3 separate regions of the Mus musculus genome follow, and regions 2 and 3 are each linked to region 1. Evidence: chromatin contacts called from public Hi-C data. All regions are on one chromosome and are shown on one strand. The core of a region is the stretch at or near the end of the contact, and the rest is flanking DNA. Distances in the headings are between cores, read along the strand shown. Region 1 has its middle 75 kb from the start of Gm41326. Region 2 has its middle 52 kb from the start of Gm38516. Region 3 has its middle 27 kb from the start of Has2.

The links. A called contact is a pair of places that touch in the nucleus more often than the background predicts.
Region 2: a contact with region 1 is called in a Hi-C map of the N1E-115 cell line, with 2.6 times the contacts expected there. The contact joins two enhancer-like sites. A contact is called at or near these places in 1 of 484 Hi-C or Micro-C datasets (the N1E-115 cell line) and 1 of 115 datasets of contacts at active chromatin or transcription factors (astrocytes).
Region 3: a Hi-C map of the N1E-115 cell line shows a contact between it and region 1, with 2.3 times the contacts expected there. The contact joins two enhancer-like sites. A contact is called at or near these places in 6 of 484 Hi-C or Micro-C datasets (the F1.1 cell line, the HPC-7 cell line, the N1E-115 cell line and 3 more), 4 of 115 datasets of contacts at active chromatin or transcription factors (the NIH/3T3 cell line, embryonic fibroblasts and embryonic stem cells) and 1 of 9 other capture datasets (embryonic stem cells).

The regions. Positions count from the first base shown.
Region 1 is chr15:56,333,144-56,336,868 of GRCm38.p6, forward strand. No RefSeq gene overlaps it. Among named protein-coding and RNA genes, the nearest start is that of Gm41326, 75 kb to the right of the region's middle. Within about 2 kb of position 1,823, at least 13 of the 459 cell types and tissues checked have an H3K27ac peak or open chromatin away from gene starts, as enhancers often do. A contact at or near this core is called in the N1E-115 cell line, where this site is marked.
Region 2 is chr15:56,815,636-56,819,360 of GRCm38.p6, forward strand. No RefSeq gene overlaps it. Among named protein-coding and RNA genes, the nearest start is that of Gm38516, 52 kb to the left of the region's middle. Within about 2 kb of position 2,001, at least 7 of the 459 cell types and tissues checked have an H3K27ac peak or open chromatin away from gene starts, as enhancers often do. A contact at or near this core is called in the N1E-115 cell line, where this site is marked.
Region 3 is chr15:56,719,621-56,723,345 of GRCm38.p6, forward strand. No RefSeq gene overlaps it. Among named protein-coding and RNA genes, the nearest start is that of Has2, 27 kb to the left of the region's middle. RefSeq lists an enhancer at 519-2,051. Within about 2 kb of position 1,876, at least 30 of the 459 cell types and tissues checked have an H3K27ac peak or open chromatin away from gene starts, as enhancers often do. A contact at or near this core is called in the N1E-115 cell line, where this site is marked.

The DNA.
Region 1 (3,725 bases), core at 573-3,072:
GTCCGTTCTGTGATTTACAGTTTAGAATAGAACGGTTTGCACACTGAGAAGAATATTCACATATAAATAATTAGTTTTGCAGATATAAATACATTCACATATAAATATGTTAAAACTACATGTTATATATGTGTGTGTGTGTGTGTATGTGTGTGTTTGTTTCATAGAAATTAAAACTTTCCAAGTTGTCATATTTAGTGAGAATTGTAGCAGCTCCTGAGTTGCCATATGGTCCCCTGGTTGCTATGATTCATTGCATTGCCCACATATAAAAGAACTGGGACCTTATATGACTTTGCAAAAAATATTTTGTAGGAAGAAAAATAGGCTAAAGATCTCAAGAAAGAAGGTTGCCCCTGCCCATTTGGGAGCTTTGATTTTATAGTCATTGAATTATTTACATATTAGAATATTAGATCAATATTTAGATAAATGATTCATCTTGCATTGATGCATGCATTTAGCTTTATCAATATCAGTACTCTGCAAATGGCTAGTGCATGTTTGTGGATGGATGTCTGCAGAGGTGATTTCATCCCAGGAAGATCAAAAAGAATTGCTTGCCATCACTGAGGTGACTGCTTACAGACATTAGTCAGGCCCTTCTATGGTCCAAGTTGAAATCATCTAATTAAGAATAAAGCTCACATTCTGAGCTTTCTTAGAACAGAGGTTAATCTAATGAGGCAACCTAAGTTCAAGCCTGAGCTTCCACTCTTATTAGCCTCAAAGGCTTATTGTTTCTAGACTTCCACTTCTTCCTATGCAAGGTGGAGATCCTAAGAGTCTATGCCTGGTTTATTAATTCTGGACCATGGGTGCAGTTTTACAGACTACAGCCAGCATATGGTATAACCTCTTTAAGAAATTTAGAATATTTTTGAGCATCTACATGGTGGTGAATTCTAGTACTAAAATGGAAAGAATCCTCATGGGGTTTAAACTCTAAAAGAGTCCTTATGGCTTATTGAGTGAAAAATTACCTGGGTTAATTAATGAACAGTTGCCTCAGGAGTTGGTAGCAATGTTTTTCATGTTATAAAACACTTTGGTATAATAAAACTAAATACTCTCAGAAATGTTTGCTCATAGCCCAGGCTAGTGAGTACATTGTAGGTACAGAGCATCTGAAAAGATGGGGAGAAATAATAATATTTCTATCTGGATTCTGGCATTTTATCTTTCAGAAACCAGTCCTGTTTGTGAGTTAGGCACATGAACTATTATCAGATAATAAAGGGTGTTTAAATTTTTGCAAAAATCACTTTTGCTATTTGAAGATGGCCTAGATCCTCTTGTGACTGCGTTCAGACGTGTGGGATGAGGAAAGTGGGTGAACAGAGATGTTTCTATACCCCACAGGAAGTATGTTCTTATGAAGGCTGGTGCTTTGTTGAAGTATTCAGTGTGGTGGCCAGTCTCATTTTTTTTCTCCTATATTTATGCTGGTTTTCTTTGAATAGACATGCGAACAGGAAGACTGCCCTTCTGAACCTCCTCTCTGTCAAAGGATTTCTAGGGATTTCCAGCATGTGGAGGAAGATCAGAGTCTGTGTGGAGCTCCTGCCAAGTGGCTGAAGCCAGAGACTTCCCACACTCCCCAGGGTCTCATCAATTCTTATCAGAGATGCAGGGGCAGTGGTGGCAGGCAGCACTGTAACTTCAGGAAAGAAGGGGAAGAAAGAGGAAGAAAGAAACTATTGGGGAACACAAATCTTCCTCCAGTGTCCAGGAATCAGTTTGTGCATAGGCAACTGTTAAGGCAGGCGACTCCTGGCTCAATGGTTTCCCACATACAATTATACTTATTCTATGTACATCTCATTCAAGGCAGGCAGTTGGAGCTCAGAAATTAAGGGGGATATACTAGATTCTTGAAGCTCTTGACCTTCCTTCATTGTCCTTAAAAGCTAGTCCCATTCATTCAACATTTTAGGTGCTTGTATGGCTAACAAGGTTCAGCTCCCTCGCTCAATATGCTGAAGGCTTCTTGGAGGGCTTACAAAGCATTTTGAAGAGTTAAATGTAAATGAATCAGGAACACATGGATTCAATTTCCCTGGAAATCCACATGTGCTGGGAAATGAAGGGGGGCAGTGTCTGGCCAAATGTGCTTTGATTTATCTGACCCCAAAATATACCCCTCCTTTCTGCTTTCCTCCCCTCAAAATCATTTGAAAGTTTGGTTAACGTCAAAGCATGGCTGAGTTCTTGAGACCCTTGTAATTTGGAAGGGTTTGAGTTCTTAGAAAGGGCATTCAGAGAAATCTTGCCCCACCTTTAAGCCCAAGGCTTTGTCACGTGGTTTTCTTCTAGTTAATAGGGTTAAATTAAGGCAAGGATATGATGACATTGGTTCAGTGACAAAGCTAACTACCTCTGCAACCCATGGAAGCATCCATTTCCTGCAGTGAACATTTTCATGCAGATGATATACCCTACTCAATGTTTCTGCCCTCCAAAAATTAGCTTTATTTTTCTAGGAAACCACTATTTGAGTGTAGGAATAGAATTATTTCACTATCTGTGCCCCATCCCCTGCTCCATTGTCTGCAAAGATCACTTCTTTAATAATGTATTTAAGGCCCACAACTGTACTATGTAAAGAGTGTTGAAGATGAGCTCACTTACAGACTGTTTAGGACTCTTAGACAGAGAGATGACTTCATATAAGAGGATCTTGGGTGTAGATGACAGGAAAAAGTCTCAGAGGTGTCCTGTGTTTGTCAAGAAGGATTTAGACCTCATTGCTCCAGTATATATATATATATATATATATATATATATATATATATATATATATATTGGAATTTATGACAGACTAGAGAAAAGAAAACCACTGTTTTAGATTTTCTTTTTTCTTTTTTCCTTTTTTCTTTTTTTTTGTCTTTTATTTATTTATTTATTTTTATTTACATATTTTCCTCAATTACATTTCCAATGCTATCCCAAAAGTCCCCCATACCCTCCCCCCCCCACTTCCCTACCCATCCATTCCCATTTTTTTTTTTTTTTTTTTTTTTTTTTGGCCCTGGCGTTCCCCTGTACTGGGGCATATACAGTTTGCGTGTCCAATGGGCCTCTCTTTCCAGAGATGGCCGACTAGGCCATCTTTTGATACATATGCAGCTAGAGTCAAGAGCTCCGGGGTACTGGTTAGTTCATAATGTTGTTCCACCTATAGATTTTCAAGTCTCATCATAGACAGTGGTCAGCGGTCAGCCTGTTGATTGTTGGGAGCAAAGCCCCGTCTGCAGCATGTGTGTGGGAGATAGAAAAAGCTGGATCAAGTGTCTAGGCTTTGAACTTCTTATCAGCATGAACTGGTCTTACCCCTACTTCTTGCTCCTCCACAGCCTTTACTGAAGTCTACCAAGCCCAACTGCCACGGACTTCCTTTTCTGTTATGCTTCAGCCTCCCTACCTGCTTCGAAGTTCCCTTGATATGTTGAGTTTCTTTCACAGGTTGTGATTTTGTTGCGCATCTTTGTACATGGTGACCACCAGAGGGAGCCCCTGGACTGAGGGTGAGAGCAGTAAGCAGGCATGTGCTGAACCTGGTTAATTCTTCCAGGGAATCATGAACTAGGCTTTTAGATGAGTTTCAGGCAAACTTGTCTCTTTCTTTTTCTGCTACGTGTGTGCATACCTGTGCGCATGCATGCATGCATTTGTGTCTGTTAGTGTGCATCCTTGTATGTTAATTTGTGTCTGTGCTTGGGTGT
Region 2 (3,725 bases), core at 751-3,250, 480 kb after region 1:
TTATTGTTTGGTTGGGGGGTCTATACATCTGTTTTCATAGGCTGCTGGGTGAAGATCTCAGAGGACAGCTATATAGGCTCCTGTCTGGGAGCATAACAGAGTATCATTGATAATGTCAAGGATTGTCTCTTGCCCATTGGATTTGTCTCAAGTCTAGCCAGTTGTTTGTTGGCCCATTCCCTCCATTACTGCTCAAACTTTGTTCCTTTATATCTTGTAGGCAGGACACATTTTGAGTAGAAGGTTTTGTAGGTGAGTTGGTGTCCTTATCCCTCAGCTGGGAGTCCTGCCTGGCTACAGAAGGTAACCACTTCAGGTTTCATATCCTCCACAGCTATGAGTCTCAGCTAGAGTCACCTCTATAGACTCCCTGGGGCCTTTGACCATCCCAGGTCTCTAGCACATCCTAGGGATGCCTCCCCTCCCTGCCCATAGCTGCTTTCTGCTCTCTTTCCCTCTGTTCTCCCTATGTCTGACCCCTTGCCTGATTCCCCTTTCCATCCCCTCTCCCATTCAGTTCCTCCATCCACCTGATGTTTACTTTATTTCCCCTTCTGAGTAAGATTCAAGCATCCTCTATTGGGCACTCCTGTTATTTGGCTTCTTTGGGTCTGTGGCTTGTAGCATGGTTATCCTGTACTTTATGGTTAATACTACTAAGTACATAACTCGCATGACTTTTTGGGTCTTGGTTATCTCACTAGGATGATATTTTCTAGTTCTATTCATTTACCTGCAAAATTTATGATGCCTTTGCTTTTAATAGCTGAGTTGTATTCCACTGTGTACATTTGGAGAACAGTGCTCTAATGGGAAGTTGACTGGGCTTATAATTTTGGGACATAATACATTTAAATAATTTTATTTATTTTCTTCTTATATGTTATTCCACTCATTAATTTACCCCACAACTGCTTTTTGATCATTAAGAAAAGAGGATTGGACACTGGATTCTGTAGAAAACATGAAATGCTAACACTGTACATAACTATTACTTACCAAGCTATAATTATGGAACATCTCTCCATAGCATCCCATGTTGCATGCTTAGTAATAGCTAGTGCTTATCGATACTAATGGAATGTGCAATAACTGTAAGCGTTAGTTCTTTTCTATTAGAAATGTATTATGATGCCAAAGATAATGAGACAGTAAAGGTTAAGCATTCAAAGGAAGGATGGGTTAGGTTTTGGGTCAGAGGTATCCAGCTTAGGTGATTAGTTATGTGATTTTCTATTTTAGCTGCCCCTGTGCCAGATTCCATGGACTGGATTGAGACCTGTGAAACCGTTGTAAGAAACACTCATGGCAATGCTTAGGAGTGGGTCAGTGCAAGTGACAGCACAGCAGAATAAACATGAGCTTCAATAAGCTTGAATAAAATCACTGAAGAAGTTGAGAAAGAAGGCTTGAACATGTATGAATCCCTTTCTTCTTCCCTTCCTCCAATCTGGCCAAGAGAAGTTCCAAAGACTAATGTCTTCCGGAGTATAAATAGGTTTGAAAATGAAGTGTTAGTTTTAGCACTGTCCATTGATATCTAGAGTTCAATCCAGATATTAATTTCATAAATATATTATAAATAGGGGCTCATCTATTAAGAACACTTGTTGATTTTTTTAGAAGAGATGTATTTGATCCTTAGCCCCTTCATGATAGATCATAATCTTGTAATTCTAGTTCCAGGTGCCCTCTGACTTCTGTCTTCATCAGGAAGACATGTGGTGCTCATGCAGACAGGCAGACAAAACACACAGAGTAAATACATCACAAAAAATTAAATAATTACTAATGAGACACATGATTATTTACTATAGTGCTGGCCTTCGTCGGCATCTGTGTGTTCTATCCCCTCCCCCAACCCTCTTTCTCTTTTTCTCTTTCACTTACTAAACTAGGCTACATGCCAGGCTGTGCTTATTCATTCTAAAGCTTATGGACCCCAGGAGCTTTACATGGAGTGAGCTAATTAATCCAATTACTGTAATTACGATGACTGTAATAGGACTATGCAAAGAAGTCTGCAAGTTAAGTCAACCACTAATATATGACTTTGCAAAATCACTTAACTGCTCCATCAGCATTCTCTGCCAAGCTAGACTGAATGGATGAGTCTAAAACCCAGAAAATTCTGTACTTTACTGTTTTAAAATTGTGAATAGCAAAGATTTGTTTGCAAACCAAAATTTAATACATCCTTCACAATCTTAAAGGTGCCATTTTATACCCGTACTTCAGTGGACACTGGAATTCTTGGCACGTTTGAAAATAACCAACATCTTTCACTAGGCAGACACATGCTCTCCAGGGCTATTTCCACAATAACATTTATTTTAGAAATGATATGCTTAGTCTGCTCTGAAAACTACAACTCCACTGATTAGGCAGCTGGCCCTGTGAATTATTGTTTGGGTTTATAATTATAGCTATTTAAGTGCTGAACAATCTTATAATAGTTTTAAAGAAGCTGTTTGTGTACACAGAGCAATTTCAAGCTTGTTTCTTGTCTTTATCCCTTTTCATCTTTAAAAGATAACTCAAAATAATTCTATTCTATCCTTAAACCCCAGAGTACAATTAGCTTGTCCCATTGCAGGCGCAAACACAAGAGGTCCAGGAGACTCCCTTTTGGTTGAAGTAAGGAACCACTGGCATGATTTGTTTTAGTTTGATAAACACAGAGGGCCGTTCTGTTCTGAGACCTCTTTCCTCCATGGGGAAGGGGGGTGTTTATTTCCAGCTGTGGGGAATTACTCACAGGAGATTTAAACAGTGAAGAAAGAAAACATCCTCCTTTCTTTTTGAACCCGCCCAGCCCACCAAGGATTATGGACTTAGCCAATGGAAAGATGGGACTCGGTTCACTGCAAATGCCCCTTGAAGGACAGCTACTATATCTGAAAGGACTTACAATGAGCCATTAACAGCATCTGGAAGCTTCCAGGTCTTTGCTTCTTAAGTTAGTGATTCAGTTGGATCTAGGATGACCAGAATTGAAAAAAAAAAAGAGCAAACAAACAAACAACAACAACAACAACAAAAACTAACTGGGAAAAATGTGAGCTTTTTCTAAAAATCACAAATTCTGATATGGATTCAGCAGGGTCTTTAATCTCACTCTTAGCCAATGAGAAAAATTCAAACTTTCTTACTGTAATTTTAGTTGAATGGTGGAAAAAGAACTCTAAGGTCTCTCTCTCTCTCTCTCTCTCTCTCTCTCTCTCTCTCTCTCTCTCTGTTGTATAATTAAATGCATCCAATTTCTTTGAAAACTCTTTGTTATATATATCCAATAAGTTATAAAGTACAACACCTATCTACAGATCTCTGAGTCATTAAAATCAAGTGCATGACTGCATATAGTACATCCTATAGGCATAGAGTGAAGGTAGAAGAAACTGTGGCTGAGGTCTAGTAATAAATAAATGAAGAACTAGAGATGATAAGTTGGTATATTCTACCACCAGTACTACAATTAAATATACATAAAAATTTCATGTCAAAGAAATGCTGAATGTCTTCTTTTTGATCAACTATAAAAACATGTAAGTGACATTGCTTAGGACTCCTTTAAACATTACTATTTCATCTTTTGTACCTGATAAAGTTTCTATTAGATTCCCAAGTTGCCCTTAACATATTTCTTGCAATATTATTATATCAATATTGGATTAAGTTTTAGATATTTGGTATTGTTAGTGACGGTTGGATTGATATCAAATACA
Region 3 (3,725 bases), core at 626-3,125, 390 kb after region 1:
AAAAAGAAGTGTTACTGGGAGTCTGTGATCCATGCAGAGATGAGTTCCACTCTCAATTTAAAGTTATTGATTTGTCTTGCTATCAATATGCAATGACAGCATTGATCATGAGTGCTGTTACTTAACATATACAGAGTCAAACAGGCAGTTATTTCTCAGCAAACATGATCTGGAATTGTTTTATCAACTGCCAAATTCTTAAGATGTTTTGTATTATATTTATTCATAAATTTTGTCGAGTGTGTGTGTGTGTGTGTGTGTGTGTGTGTGATAGCACATGAGTGCAAATCAGAGGACAATCCAAGATAGTTGGTTGTTTCCTTCTGCCACATGTCCTGAGGATTGAAATAAGGTCATTGGGCTTGGTGGCAAGCACCTTTACCTGATGAGCAATCTCCCCATTTCCCCACCTTATCCCATCTTCTATTCTATACATGATAGAGAGGAGCCTTAGAGAGTTAATTTAAACTCATTCTTTTTACTAAATCATTTTTGTTCATTTGACTGATCACTTTATCATGGGAAACTAGTAGGCCATGAGTCATCCCATTAAAAAACAAATAAACGTTTGTCTGAGTTAGCATATAGCTTTGTGTATGCCAATACTGTTAATGAACTACTGGTTTTACAGAGATACCAAAGTAGATGTCAGATCTTTATCCAACATCTCCACATCTGAAGACATTACCTCCTTTGTCTTGGTATCATCCCTTGTAACATAATTGTGGCCTCAAAATTTGGGGTACTTTAAGCTTTGTGATAGGATGGTAGACACCAGTTTCTATGTCTTATAGGACTAATGAATATACCAGATTTTAGATTCCTAAATGAAAATTTCTGGAAACCTGTCTGAAGAAAGGAACATCTATCTCTTAAAGTTTTCTCTTTCCTGAGTTTCAGTGTTCACAGTATCCCCATTGACAGAGAGAAACAGCACACTCATAGTATCTTTAGTTGACTTAACATCATGAACTTATCAGTGTGTCCTGTTTGGTAGTTCTACTGTCCTAAACAGTGAGATTGGCCACCTGACTTCGTCACTTCCCCACAAATCATCACATGTGGAACCCAGAAACGTAACAGAGACAGTTATCTCTTATTCCCAAAAGATAAGGAAATCTCCTAAAGTTCTCATCCGTTGTGAAGCACTTGAGGGCACACTGTAGGGCTCCTGGGAAATCTGCACTTGAAAATGCCTCTCCATGGCAACCAGGCAGAACTTGAAGCCTGGTTTTTCTCATCCACACTCAACTGATAATTCAGAAGCAATGAAGTGAAGCGACTGGTAGTACACTTGTCTCTGTCTCCAAGCTGGAATAGGGAAAGAGACAACATTTCCTGGGGATAAGATAGAATCTAGGTTTACAGAGGATCAAGTCCTAGTGATATCCAGGCTCACTGTTATTCTTGTAACAGCCAAGGAAGTTTCCATCAGCCTTGGCATCATTAATACCTACATAGAGCCACTTCTCAGCAATTAAAAACAAAAGCCAACAGGAAGGTAAATAACTATGGAGGCTTGGGTTTCACTTCTCTGTATTTCAGTAATCTCGAAGCAGCTCAAACAAACAGGATGAAGTAAGAGAAGGTATGAGTAACAGCTTCTCTCATGTTTTCTCTAGCTGTTGGGATTTGTCTCACATTTTAGGTTCCCTTAGGAAGCCAGATAAATGTTCAATTTTAGTTAACTCCATAAATTCAGAAATGGTTAATATGACTCATCTGAGAAACAGCCATTGCAATGATTTATGTCTAAATGTTGGTTTTTATAGCCATTTGATATTAGAATTGGAAAGAAAGGATGTAAGTCATGGTCTCTGCATCCCTGAGTCATTGTTCCTTACCTACGTAACGCCTATGATCTAGCTGTGATCCATGCTTGGAAGTTGGCTTGGCTTACAACTCAAGGCAGACCTAAGATTTCTATGATAGAGGTTAGAATGGGAATAGACATGAGGAAAGCCCTACACAGTGAGATGAGTAAAAGGAGTATGAGCCATTAGCAAGACAAATGTTAAAGGTTACAAGGTGACAGATGCCTCAAGGAAGTATTTGTGTAGACTGCTATTGTGATACAATCTTGAGGCTAGTTTTTCCCAACATCCAAGACAGTGAAATTGTTCACAAAGATGACACACTTTCCTGTCATCCAATTAAAAAAAAACAAAACTATTACTTTCATCTCAACCCACCAAAAATGCCTTAACAGTCTGCTCCCCTTTGCTCCCCTTTGAAGGGTTATAGATCACAAAGAGGGCAGACTGTCTGAGACACCGAAGTCTTGTAGGGAAGACACGCATATATGTGTGAGTTTCTAAATCAGGGCATATTTGGCTGAGTTCTGGTATCATTTCCTCATGCAATCCTTCTGTGGCTTCTCAAATGTGGGTTTATGCTCCCGAATCTGGATACCCACAGGATATGCTAATGTAGCCAAGAATGTCCATTGCTAACTGATATCCAGACTCTCTTTCCTAATGATCAAATTCCAGTTTGATGTTTGCTATCATTACTTGCAGAGTACTACTACCCTTGCCCACAAAAAGTCCCTTGTAACTAGATTATCACCATATGTATCAGTGGCTTTTCTGTTTCTGTGACAAAATACCTGATAGAAGTGACAAAAAGATTTTCCACAGGCTGGTGGTGGTAGCATATGTCAGTAGAGGTAACAACTGGAGGGTTACAATATGAAGGCCATGTTAGTAAGTAGCTCATTTATGACAGAATGAGTGTGTGGTAGAAGTTGTTTGTACTCACGTTTACCAAGAATCAGAAAGAATAGTAAGGAAACAGGGCCTGGCTATAGTCTTCCAGAGCAGCTTTCCAAGGCTCACTACTAAGGAGTTAGTTCTGCGAAAGAATTCATGTCCTTAAGGTTCATTGTGCCCCACCAGAGTCCCAAACCCCCAGACAACAGATTGTGGGAACATTTTGTTTTTAAACCATAACACCATCTGATTCACTTGTGGTCAAAATGAAGTAAGTAATTTAGTCAGTCTATAGGTTCTGCCTACACTCTCCTTCTCTTTCTTAACCCTCGCACAGCCCTCCTTGAGGCAGATTACTGGGTAGATGTGATAGGAGATATCCAAGCACCATCTTGGACCTCATGATTGATGTCTTTGACAATGGGAACCATGTGCTAACAATAGCAAAGTAGTAACACGAACTTGAAGACCATAAACTTAGTGGAAATGGTTTGTCGGATCGAATGCTGTGTAACTGCCAGGGAATTTGAAATGAGACAAAGAAATGTGTACCCTCTAAGCTATGATGGGTTTTCTCTTGAATACAGACAAACTGTTTCACAACCAACTATTTTGCCTTAAAACTTAACCCATTGGTTTCTTCCTCAGTTTCTTCATTCTCTATATATACAGACTTGAATCCCATTAAAGGAACAGGACATAGTCTTTCTGGCCAATTTATGGATTAAATATCCATATTCAGGAATTAACTATGAAAGCAGAATGGTGAACAGGTCATGAAAGATAAGCTTCTATATTGGGAAGGTCTTATGGTCAAAATATTAATCAAATGAAGAGTTTGGTTTGGTTTGGTTTTGTGGCTCTATGGGTTGAACTAAGAACTTGGGGCCTGCTCAGCAAGCACTGTACCACTGAGCTGCATCTGAATGGAGATTTGCAGTGTACACTGAACTATACATACACAAAAGAAGGCTAAGGACATGGAAAAATAAGAAACCATACAAACAATTGCTT